Linked DNA regions of Danio rerio: region 2 is linked to region 1. The links are chromatin contacts, called in public Hi-C maps. All regions are on one chromosome and are shown on one strand. Each heading gives the region's core, a stretch centred on a gene start, on an enhancer-like site or on the middle of the called end of the contact. The rest is flanking DNA. Distances are from core to core; before and after follow the strand shown. Region 1 overlaps nfasca (neurofascin homolog (chicken) a). Region 2 holds the start of zc3h11a (zinc finger CCCH-type containing 11A).

Region 1 (6,059 bases), core at 2,243-4,742:
CCAATTTAATTGACTAGTTACTCCAATTTTACTAGTTAGCCCAACTTAATTTTTCTAGTTGCTCAACCTAATTTTTTTCTTGTTTTCTTGAAGATTGTATATTGCTGAGTCATTGTTCATTATTTGTCCATGTTATCTAATGTATTAACTAGCACATTGCTATTTGTATATTTACATTAACAAAGATTTAGTATAACTGAATAAATGTGTTGCTTATTGTTAGCAATAATTGTCATGCTATTTTATCCATTAACATATACATTAGTGTTTGTGTAAGTAAAAATAAACTAATCAAACTGTTAAGGCAAAGAAATACATATATGAGTAAATTAACATTGATTAATATGAGTAAATTAACATTAACAAAATCAAGTAATGCTTAACAGATGTGTTGTTCATTGTTAATTTGTGTTAACTAATGTATTAACTAACATTAACTAATACATTACTATTGTAAAATGTTACCTGATACTTTTTAAATATACCTGCCTTTCACATGCTATTTTCAATGTCTCTCTGGTTGGCAGAGAATCAAGTCACTGATTAAGTCAAATTACAACGTATGACAAAACAATGAAATTTTTTATGGGGTCTTTAAATTACAAAATGTTAACAATATTTGCTCAAATGTGTGCTTTTAATTTCAACATTTTCTTCAGATTACCATTTTAATGCAACTAGGCTATTTGTTAAGCAACTGTCAATACTAATTGTGTGTAATTCGAGTGTTCTGGCACAGGGTGAACATCAATCATGGCTGAGTCGAACATACACAATACATGTCATCTACACTAGAAGATAAACTAATTTCATCTATTCATTATCTATACTGTGGGCTTTTTCAATACTGTTATCATTATCAGATACCCAGCATTTTCCAATCCACTGTTTTGGGAGGCACGGGCCGAACTGGAGCAACTGTGGTGGAAGCTGCTGTAGTAGTGGTGGTTGTTGTAGTAGTTGTGGTAGTTGTAGTAGTAGTAGAAGTTGTAGTAGTAGTAGTGGTGGTGGTGGTGGTGGTAGTAGGTTTGGTTGGAGCAGCAGTTGTAGGGACTGGTGGAGTTGGTTCTGGGGTGAATATTGTTGGGTTTGGGTCAGTGGAGGGGGGAAGGGGAGGAGGAGGAATTTCGAACATCAAGCCATCTGTAAAGTTAACGGCTGAGAGGAAGAACACAGAGGATCCAGAGGTTAAGCACAAGAGAGACACAAAGAGATGCGAGAAAAGACAGAAAAAGAATGAGTTAATTATATGGAATTCCCACAAATCCCCTTTTCCATGTATTTAATGGAAGAATCTGTTCTGAATGTAATATTGGGATACTGCATCTAATGGATTCCACCTGCCATTAATATTACGTACTGCAATTTGCAAATTGTAAAAAAGTAAAATACTACAGTTCAAATGTTCAGTGAGTATGATTTTCTGGAAATTAACTAGTTTATACATCAGACACAGTGAAGATATTGTAGTGTTAAAAAAAGATACTGTTCTGTTGGACTATATACATTTGAAACATTTGTTTCCACATTATATAATTGTTTTCAACACTCATTCATTCATTTTCCTTCAGCTAAATCCCTGATTTATCAGGAGTCACCACAGCAGAATGAACCGCCAACTACTCTGGCATGTTTTATGCAGCAGATGCCTGTTTTCATCATTGTTAATTAAAATTGTTTCTTAAGAATTTTATTAGATTAACAGTCATTGATTCATTCATTTTCTTCACCTTAATCCCTTTATTCAGGGTTTCTGCAGATTTCATCATGTCAAATTTAAGACCCTTTTAAGACCATTATGAATGAAATTTTAGACTTATTCAGGGCTAAACACTAATGATTATTTCTATTGGCCTGGTTTGCCATAAAAATGTATTTCAAGAGTTTACACTTAGCTGATGGTTTATCCTAAGCTTGTTTGGCATGCTGTCCCGGGAGAGAGAGCGAGAGAGAAGCTTGAGCTCAGGTAGATCTCAAAAACTCCATAGCTGAAGTGGCAAAGGTAAACTACTTTGGGATTGAAGGGAGCAAGACAAAGTGCCAGTTTTACTTGATCCGTTAAGCATTGTGCATATATTTGGATGGTAGGAGGAAACCGGAGAACCCAGGGGAAACCTACACGACACTAGGAGAACATACAAACTTCACACCGAAACACACACCAGCCTGGCGAGGACCAGGGCCGGCAGTGTTCTTGCTGTGGGGCTAACAGTGCTAACCACTGGGCCGCCGTGCCACCAAGAAAAGGAGGAGAAGTCGGAGGATGGGGGTTTCTTCCAGACAAAGATAAATGTTGAATGAAGACTGTGGTTATTTATAGAAACTTAGGAATCATATGATTGGGGAATTATGATTTGCTAATGGGAGATCGGCTGTGGTAAATCATAAACACGTGATCCTCTCGAAATTAGTTTATAAATAAACTTCAGTTCTTAATGACATACTTTAATGTGTCAAAATAAAATAAAAACTTAGTTTGCAATTAAATAAACAATCAAAAATATATATTTGTTGGCTTTTGGTCCAAATTGTTTGAGTATATCTTCTATTCATTCTGTTATAAAACCGTAAGTTTCATGCCTATTTATAAATATAATGTCTACTCCCCCTTATTTCTGTAAATAGTTTTGCTGAACAAATGTTTGAATGGAAGATAATGTAAAGGGATATATTGCTCTGTTATTATCACAAGGAACTGAGTAATTCTTTTTAGTTTTCTTTCCCTGATTATATTGAGATGGATTGTTGGTGATTGAATGGATGTCGGCCCGACTGGTTAGCTTTACCTAAACAGAGAAAAATTAGGACCTCTTTAAATTTATTTAACAATATTTCAGTGAATTTAGGACTTTTAAGGTCTTTTTAAGCCCTTGCGGACACCCTGTTCATCAGGGGTCACCACAGCAGTATGAACCGTCAACTACTCTGGCATATGTTTTATGCAGCAGATGCCTGTTTTCAACATTGTTAATAGAGTTGTTTCTTAAATTTTTAATTTTATTAGATCAAAATATTGTAAGAATGATTTTTAAAGGACCATGAGCTGGAAAAATCTGACTTGCATTATACAGAAATATTAATTATTAAAATACACATTTCATTTTTTAAACAATTTATAACAATATTCAGTGTTACAGTTTTTTAATCTAAATTGGTAAAACAAGTGGAGATTATTTTTATTTCTCCAAAAATATCTGATAAACCATACTACCACCAAACCTTTGAACAGTAGTATACACACTTCATGCATAAAGTATATAAGAATATATAGAAATATCAAGATGTAGTGCAGTATTAATGCATATCTAAATACCAGAAATTACATTTGTATTTTTCCGCATAATTTTAGCTTGTATTGCTTTTCTAAAATATCTCCTGAAAAGGTGCAACAACTTTCTTTGTGATATTTGTCAGCGTGAATGCCATGTCTTAGAGGAAAACTGCAGAGGTTGTGTGGAGGGTATGCAAAAATTGATTGTTGTGCACCACCAAGGGGACAAATAGGGTCACTACAATCCACTGAGCTAATGCAATTCTCACATGAACCAAATTGCAAAATGCTACAGTATTCTCAGATCTCTTGGCATTTTGAAACAAGTCAAAATATCAAATCATGAATATCTCCTGAAACATAACAAACAATAAACTTGCACTGCTGTCAACACAAAAAGAGAAAATGTGTGGGAATCCATTAGAGCACAGTGGATATTATCGTACACCTTTTAAGCATTTTCCTTGAAACAAAGGACAATTTACGAACTGACTCAATAATGAAAACTTTATAAGGGTCAAAGATGATATCAGGGGAGTTTCTAGCCCTTCGTCAGTACTGGAACATAGAGGATATTTTATACTCTTTTAAGATACTGTTATAAATGTAAATAAACAGCATTTACTTGCAGAAGAGAGTCAATCAATTTTCACATATATTAAAAAGCTGCTTCTTCACTTTTTCTACATTTAAATTTCTACATTTAAAAAAAAAATGTTCTGCTGGTTCAAACTATTTATTTAAAGTGGGCATATTTTTTGGGCACAACTTAATTGTTTTATGTTCAATCCACTTAAATTTGTTAAGTTAGCTTTATCGACTTGTGTTTGGACACCATTTAAAAATTACGTGGAATCCTGCATTTTTTACAGTGGAGGTAAATAAATGTCAACATAATGACTGTTATTGGGCCTTATAAATATATTTATTATTATTATTATGTATTATCTTTTTTATTATATATGAACTGTCTAAATAAATCCAATGACTTCGCAAATACAGTTTTTCTGAAACTCTGTTGAATAAAAATAAATAAATAAATAAAAATAAATAAATAAAATAGTAAGATAAATCAATAAAAAGATATTATCAGATAATGGGGTAATCTTTATTGACATACGAGGATGTATCAGCAATATTATACTGGGGTACATGTGTTCTATTTTGGTTTCTGCAACAATTTGTTTTGTATTAATAACATTTGTAATAAAGAAATGTGAAATAATTTTTAATCAGTTATATGATCATTTTAATAATCATTTAGTGTAAAAACATATTCATGTAAACATGAAACAACATAGTTTTTCCGGCCTGCACCTATTGAAATATATTAAATAATAAGTGATCATAATAAATTGTGTATTTTTTTGTGTGTATAAAAATGTGTTCTTTGAAAAATATTGACACATAATAAAGATTTAAAATGCCAATTAATACAATTGTTTATCTTAAAATGATTCTTGTTCTAAATATGCCTATATTTTTAGGTTTCGAAATATTCGTCACACTATATGATATTTTACATAAAGTCTTCTCTTGTAATGGTAAAACTGCAGTTTTTCTTTACTCAGAAGAAAATAAACTTTGACAGGACACAATCCACTAAAACATATTTAAACACATTCAACTAAAACATATTTAATAGTTTTGATGCTTGAAAATCCCTTGTCGTATTTGACCCATAAGCAGTTTCCAAACTAAAAAGTGAAAACAATTCATACTCCAGTATATCGGCAAGGATGAGACTGTTTACGCTTGGTGACAGAACATTTTGCCAGACCAAGACATGCTATGGATGTGAATCTTTAGCGCAGTGATGTGGGTTCAGATCAACACAGCCAATAAGCCAACAATTCAGTGCAATCTTACCTGTATTTCTCCATAAGACTGACACAAAATAATAAAAGAAATGAAGGTGGCACAAGCAGAAGCGGCGGCGTGCATTGCAAAAGCTGTATTTTCTGGTGAGCTGATTTCTTTTGAATAATTCAGCAGCACAACACTCACTATCTGCAGCTTTTCCTAATCTAATCTGACTTCCATGTATCATTGCTTGACACCTGGCTTTTATCCTTGTTAAAGCAACACGTAAACATCAATCAGTAGGAACACGCTAGAAAATAACCCATAATTACTGTACTAATCCACTTTGCTATGGATGAATCCTTATCCAAAAAGAATACCTCTATTAATAAGAGGTGACTACATGCATAAAAAACTGAATTACATATGTGTTGTAAGCTTGCACAGTGCAGTTTGCATGACTGAAAAGAAAAAAGTACTGCCAATTTGTAAGCCAGCTCTTGCATGTTCACAATATTAATTAACTATGAAAACAATGACAGATTTGATACTTTCAAGTATTTTTTCATAATTTTGTATAATTTGCATTCATTCAGAGGAAGTAGTAATGGCTTACTTAATTCAGCAAGTAAAATCCACAACAAACATGACCCTGAACCACAAAATCAGACTTGCATGGGTAAATGTTTGGAATAGCCCCAAATTACATTGTATAAATCAAAATTATGGATCATTATTTCATGTCAAAAATCACTATACTATTAAGTAAAGATCATCTTAAATCAAGACATTTTGTAAATGCTCCACAGTGTCAAAACTTCATTTTTGATTGGGTGCAGTATAATATGCGATGATAAAAACTTAATTTGAACAACTTTAAAGATGATTTTCTCAGTATTTAGAGTTTTTGAAACCCTCAGACTCCAGATAATCAAATATCGTCATTTTATAACAAACCATGAGTCAATCAATATATAATAATAAT
Region 2 (5,608 bases), core at 694-3,193, 220 kb before region 1:
TACTACCATAGTACTGGTAAACAGTGTAACCCTAGTTATGAATAAAATAATTTGACTCATGAATGCTCAAAATACATTCCAAATTTAAAAAACATAACATTTATTTCCAACAAAACCACAACAGCTCATCATCACTTCATTTTCTACCTACCTTCGTACAGGTAGAATAGTAGAAAAAGTAGCAATCATCTCCTTGCAAGGTCATTCTGGAACAGGTTTGTACTCTTCAGGGTCAGGAGGTGGGATCTCGTCCTGGACACTTGCAATCTCCCTATTTAGAGTGTTAGAAGTCTATTCATGCTCCTGTTGATCCACATTTTTTCACTTTCACATTCTGTCTTGAATGGCGTAAAATGGTGGAGGATATTTAAGAACTGGTAAGAGAGTGAAAGCGTTGCAAGAACTTCGTTCACCTGCAGTGGCTGAGATGTTCCCAGGCACAATCTCAAGCACTCCTTGAAGAGTCGCTCCGCACTGTTTGGATCCTGAAGGAATACTTGACTGATGAGTACAGAGCGAACAAGGGAAGCAGGGGCAACTTTTGCCTCTCTTTTAGTGACCTGTTCCCATCAGACTGCTTTGCTAAAACTGGCAGATGGTGGAAAATGTCCTTTTGTTTTTTTCTCCGAGATTGTTGATAATTGAGAGGTGATTGGGTTTGGGGGAGTTTAAAAAATTCTTGAACTAGATGAAGTCAAAAAGGGGCAAAACATGTATATCTGGATATCTTGGAGATGTTGAAATGGGTAAAAAAGGAACAATATCTTCTACGTCACTGGAAGCCGGGTGGAAAAATTAAAATGGGGTAAACAGGAACTTTAAAAAAAAGCCCAATAAGAGGGAAAAAAAAAACAATGGAGAGATTTTTAATACAAAAAGGCAGCAATCTTCAGGAAAGCTAACTCATTATCCAACTCCAGCAATCCTCTGGAATGAGGGACAAGATCTTGAATAACCTACATTTCAAAAAGGAGACAAAAACACTCCCCATGTGCTGAAAAGTTGGTTATTTAAATAAGGACAGAGACACAATATGCATTATTACACGGAAAACATGGCAGACAGAACATGTGTTAGGGTTTACATAACACGTAAAGACAACAATGGATTTCTGTAACAACAATGTCGTGTTTCAACACGATTTTGTTCTTGGTGTGGTGATCCAAACATAGTAAACAGTATTAATCACGTTTTAAAGTTAGTATCAAATTCAGCATTTTGACGATTTTGTGTCCGCGAATGTAACGTTAAGGTGCAGTTTACAAAATCTGCATTTGTAAAATGTAAAGGTTTAAAGCACATTTTTACAGATGAACAAAAAGCAAATATCACCACGATCATAAATCAAAGCCGAAGCAAAAACGTTTTGAATGTAATAAGAGTCAATAATTATATTCCCATAGCTGTATTACATTACCGTAATCTTCGAAATCCACTAACGTTACTCAAATGATTGTCGCGTTATGCAAGATTGTCGAGTTAGGCCGTGGTGTCATTGTTTTATTTGACTCGATTTACTATGCAAATCTTCATATGAAAAACACAGACAAACAACGTGTAAAGACCAAATGAGTATATTTTAAATCCAATAGCTGTTTAGCGTTACGTGACAAACAACACGGTAGCTTATTCTACGGCTTAGCATAGCATGTTGCTAACTTCGAGTAAGTTAGCATTCTAACTTTAACACAACTAACAGTTACTAGACTGTACTAAAATATGTTGAATGATAAATAAATAAAATGTTTAATAACATTTACTTTAAATTAATCTAGCACAATTACCAGTTTATACCGAGTGGAATTAAGTATGTTCGGGTTGATGCACGTAGGCTCTCCAGTACAGGACTTTTCTCTTCTCGGTTTACAGACGGTACAGACGAATAAAATGGCGCCCGCGCTGCCCAGCAGGAAAGTGCTTACACAAATGACTGTAAACGTCAGTGTGACGGCGAGACTCGTTAAAGGGACAGTTCACCACTTAAATCACACCCTTCTCAATTAAATGGGTACAGACAGGTTGGACTTACTTTTAATTGTTTAAATAACAACTCAGAAATTTTGGTCCAGTCTTAAGTTTATGTTAGCTTAACAACAGTGTCAATCATGTGCTTGACATGTTAATCAGATGATGCTGTAGCTCTTCTACCTCAATGTCTTGTGTTCAGATGCTCTACTGCAGTGGTTCTCAAACTTTTTTCATCAAGTACCACCATGAGCAATATTGAAATACTGTAGCGTAGTAAGCCCAGTAAAGCAGCTACAGTACAGCTCTGCACAGTTCAAAAACGTGGCAGATTAAATTCTATTAATTAGAATATTTATTATTGTCAGCCACTTTAAACATTATAAAGAGTCTGAACGTTATCACTGTGCTGTATCTAAAAAAAAACACTAAAAACGTCAACATTTTTATTAAAATGTGCTTTTAAAAGTTAAAAATGGTAGGTTACTGTTCTTAAAAAGTATAAAGAAAAGTGCTGTACTTAAATGTAAAGTGTTAACATATAGGAGCCAATTCTTCAACACCTGGAAATCTTGTCTGGACCTCAGAAATACAGGCTATATGTCATATAATAAATATTATATGTAATATTTATATATAAATCATTTCTGATATATGTTGATAAATATGTAGCATGTACATTTGACATATTTGATTCCTCCGCGTACCACTAGATGCGCACCACTAGTGGTACAAGCACCACAGTTTGATAACCACTGCTCTACTGCAAATGCTTGCTTATAAGAATTTATTTGTCCTTCTATTAGCACAAACCTCCTCTGACCTCTGGCATTAATAATACATTTCCTTCAAGCAATTGCCACAGTTATTTTATTTTTTGACCATTCCCTGTAAACCATTGAGATGATACACATGAAAAAATCTCAGTAGATCAGCACTTTCTCAAATATTGACGCTGACACACAACCATGCCACCATGTTTAAAGTCACTTTCTGATACTCAGTTTGAAATTTAACAGAATCTTTTGACAATGTCCACATGCCTAAATCCACTGATTAGTTATTAGATATACTGATACTGATATTAGATATTTGAGTTAAGAATAATACAAACAAAATAAATACAATATAAAATAATTTAAACAGACAAACAAACACAAGAATAGTGTTACATGGGGCATTTTACATATGGGTAAAACAAACAAAGACTCAGATGCTGTCAGATTAACTACTAACAAATTTAGTACAAAATCCACCTACATACTTGAATTGAAATAGGGGAATCTGTGATAATCTGATTTGTTTAACCAATCAGTTCTGAATGTTTTTTTTTATTAAGAGTATAATAAAAACTTGTAGATGCATATAAACAACCTGATAAAGGGGGTGTTAATCCTGTTAATAGTGATGACCAGCATAGTGTAAGGTGTAGATGTTGCAGTTTTCTTTTTGAAGTATTATTTTCAAACAAACCAGGACAATCGATTTGTTATTTTTTTGATTTAGAGGCTATTTTTTATTCATATTTGCATTTTATTCATACATTTTAGAAGGATTTGCTTATCTTCCAATTGGTTTGGGGCTTGGGGACATGTCTCCTTTTAAAGATTATTTATATTAATATACATAAAATTGTATACATCAGTACTAATTTGCCACTTTTCTGACAATATGTAAAATTATATTTCCTCAAGATATCAGGCTGAACTACAAACACACACAAACAAATTATGTCAATGAAATGCATGCAGTAGTACATCTTTTGTTATCCATTACATGTAGCTAAAACTTGCTTAAACAATTGTTTAAGAAACAGTTTTAATATCCAACAAGAATTGTGGGCATTTTCTTAATTTATTGTTTGTTTATCTATTGTTAATTTGCTGGTGTTTTTTGTAAATGCATGTGTTTTTTAAATTTCTCTCGGCCACTGTAGAAATGGTTCAAATTAAATTACATTTAAAGGTGTTTTAGAACAAAAGAATCAAGACAAAAGCAATCATAATTATTCACTAGTGCTCAAGTCTTTCCATCTGCTTTAATCCTAAATCAGCATTTTAGTTAAGAAACCTGCACTCCCCAATGTAATAAAAATAATCATCAGTGATAATTGTACTTTCCTAGAATTATTTGAAATGGCATGGAACGGGGTGCACCAGGTGATATTTGTTATTCCTTCACTACAGCTATAAAATGAGTTGAGGGAATTCGTTCTGTAATATAGTCCATCTGATCTGTTTGCACAAAACAGACTTTGCTGTGCTGAAAAAGATCTGACAATCTTCACACATATCGGTGTTGGCAAAGAGCCTTTTCCAGCTGTTGCAAAAATACTGAAGAAAAAGTTGGTGCTGGTCATGGAGGAAGACGATTCAATTCCTGTTGCAAATAAAAAGGTTATAATTCAGAATGTGAAAATAAGTAACCATTTATAACAGTCCAACTATGCCAATCTCACCATGTATTAATGATTTCTTAAGGCTGTTGACTAAAGGGTAGGTGCCCTGTCCACAGAAATATCCAGAAAAATCATCCAGGTCTAGAGCCCACACAAACGCACCCCCGAAGCCATGCTCCAGTAGATATTTTGTCTTAACGAAAGTAAGCAGAGCTGTTATTTTCAGCTATACATGTAGACATCACAGTATTACATAACATAATCGAATGTACCTTAATATTGAAGCTTCTCAGACTGTCAAATCCCACCCAGTCATTGCCTTTCACAGAAAAAGGTACTTTCTGGTCTTCAATCCACTGTACCACACCACCATTTAGAAAAAGACATATCTAAGGGGAAAACAAAACAGGTTGATAATAGGTAATATTCAGAAATGTGTACATGGAACTTCGCCTATGTTATGGCACCTTGCTGCAGTTTTAGTTTCCCTGAGTCTAAATCTAAGTATTTAATTTTTGCTCAGTTAGTTATTTTAAAGAAACATTACACTTAATTTTTTTTGGGGGGAAATAGGCTCTTTAATCTCCCCTATAGTTAAACAGCTGATGTAAACCATTTTTGAATCCTTTCAGCCGACCTCACATTCTGACAGGAGCACTAATCTTAGCTTAGCATAGAAAATTGAATCAGATTAGACCTTTAGCATCTCACAAAAAAAGACAATTTTCCCATTTAAAGCTTACCTTTTCTGTAGTTACAATGTGTTCTTAGATGCTGCATGACTAAATAATAATATTTTGCAGCGCTAATACCTACTGAGGACTATTTTCAACTGCTGTGTAATATCACTGCACCTGCAGCAGCCATGTTCAAGCAGCAAAATTATTGATTATTATGCTGGAATTATAGACATATCTAAGGAACTTTTTATTTTCTGTCAGTCTTTTTACATGATCTAACTGCAAAGGAATCACGCTTTACAAAGGAAAAATTTTAAAACAATTAAAAAAATAGTTTGAGCGAGATGCTAATGGGCTGGTTTATGCTAAGTTAAGATAAAATGCTCCCACTAGAATGAAAGATTGCAGACATCCCAAATTATGAATAATAATCTCCCGGAAATCACACGTCTCCCACCCGGTCCTTAAATACATCGCATACCCCTCTCCAACGCATCCCTCCCAGCTCTTCAAATACTTAGCGTCCTCTCCCCCACTTTTCAGATTCATCACGCATAGACACTTA

The links. Hi-C and Micro-C count contacts between places; a contact is called where the count stands out from the background.
Region 2: a Hi-C map of an unstated tissue shows a contact between it and region 1, with 8 times the contacts expected there. The contact joins the promoter of zc3h11a here to the enhancer-like site in region 1. A contact is called at or near these places in 3 of 18 Hi-C or Micro-C datasets (embryo, hematopoietic stem cells and an unstated tissue).

The regions. Positions count from the first base shown.
Region 1 is chr11:25,860,489-25,866,547 of GRCz12tu, reverse strand. nfasca (neurofascin homolog (chicken) a) reads right to left here. Exons shown (of 30, transcript NM_001145767.1): 25 at 868-1,158. Among named protein-coding and RNA genes, the nearest start is that of nfasca, 42 kb to the right of the region's middle. Within about 2 kb of position 3,492, at least 3 of the 62 cell types and tissues checked have an H3K27ac peak or open chromatin away from gene starts, as enhancers often do.
Region 2 is chr11:26,078,314-26,083,921 of GRCz12tu, reverse strand. zc3h11a (zinc finger CCCH-type containing 11A) reads right to left here and starts at 1,943. Exons shown (of 17, transcript NM_199686.2): 1 at 1,785-1,943; 2 at 414-485; 3 at 152-271. The coding sequence starts at 205. It overlaps ovgp1 (oviductal glycoprotein 1), which reads right to left. Exons shown (of 17, transcript XM_073916736.1): 15 at 4,636-4,752; 16 at 4,424-4,556; 17 at 1,562-4,344. The coding sequence ends at 4,010. It also overlaps a transcript of chia.3 not described here.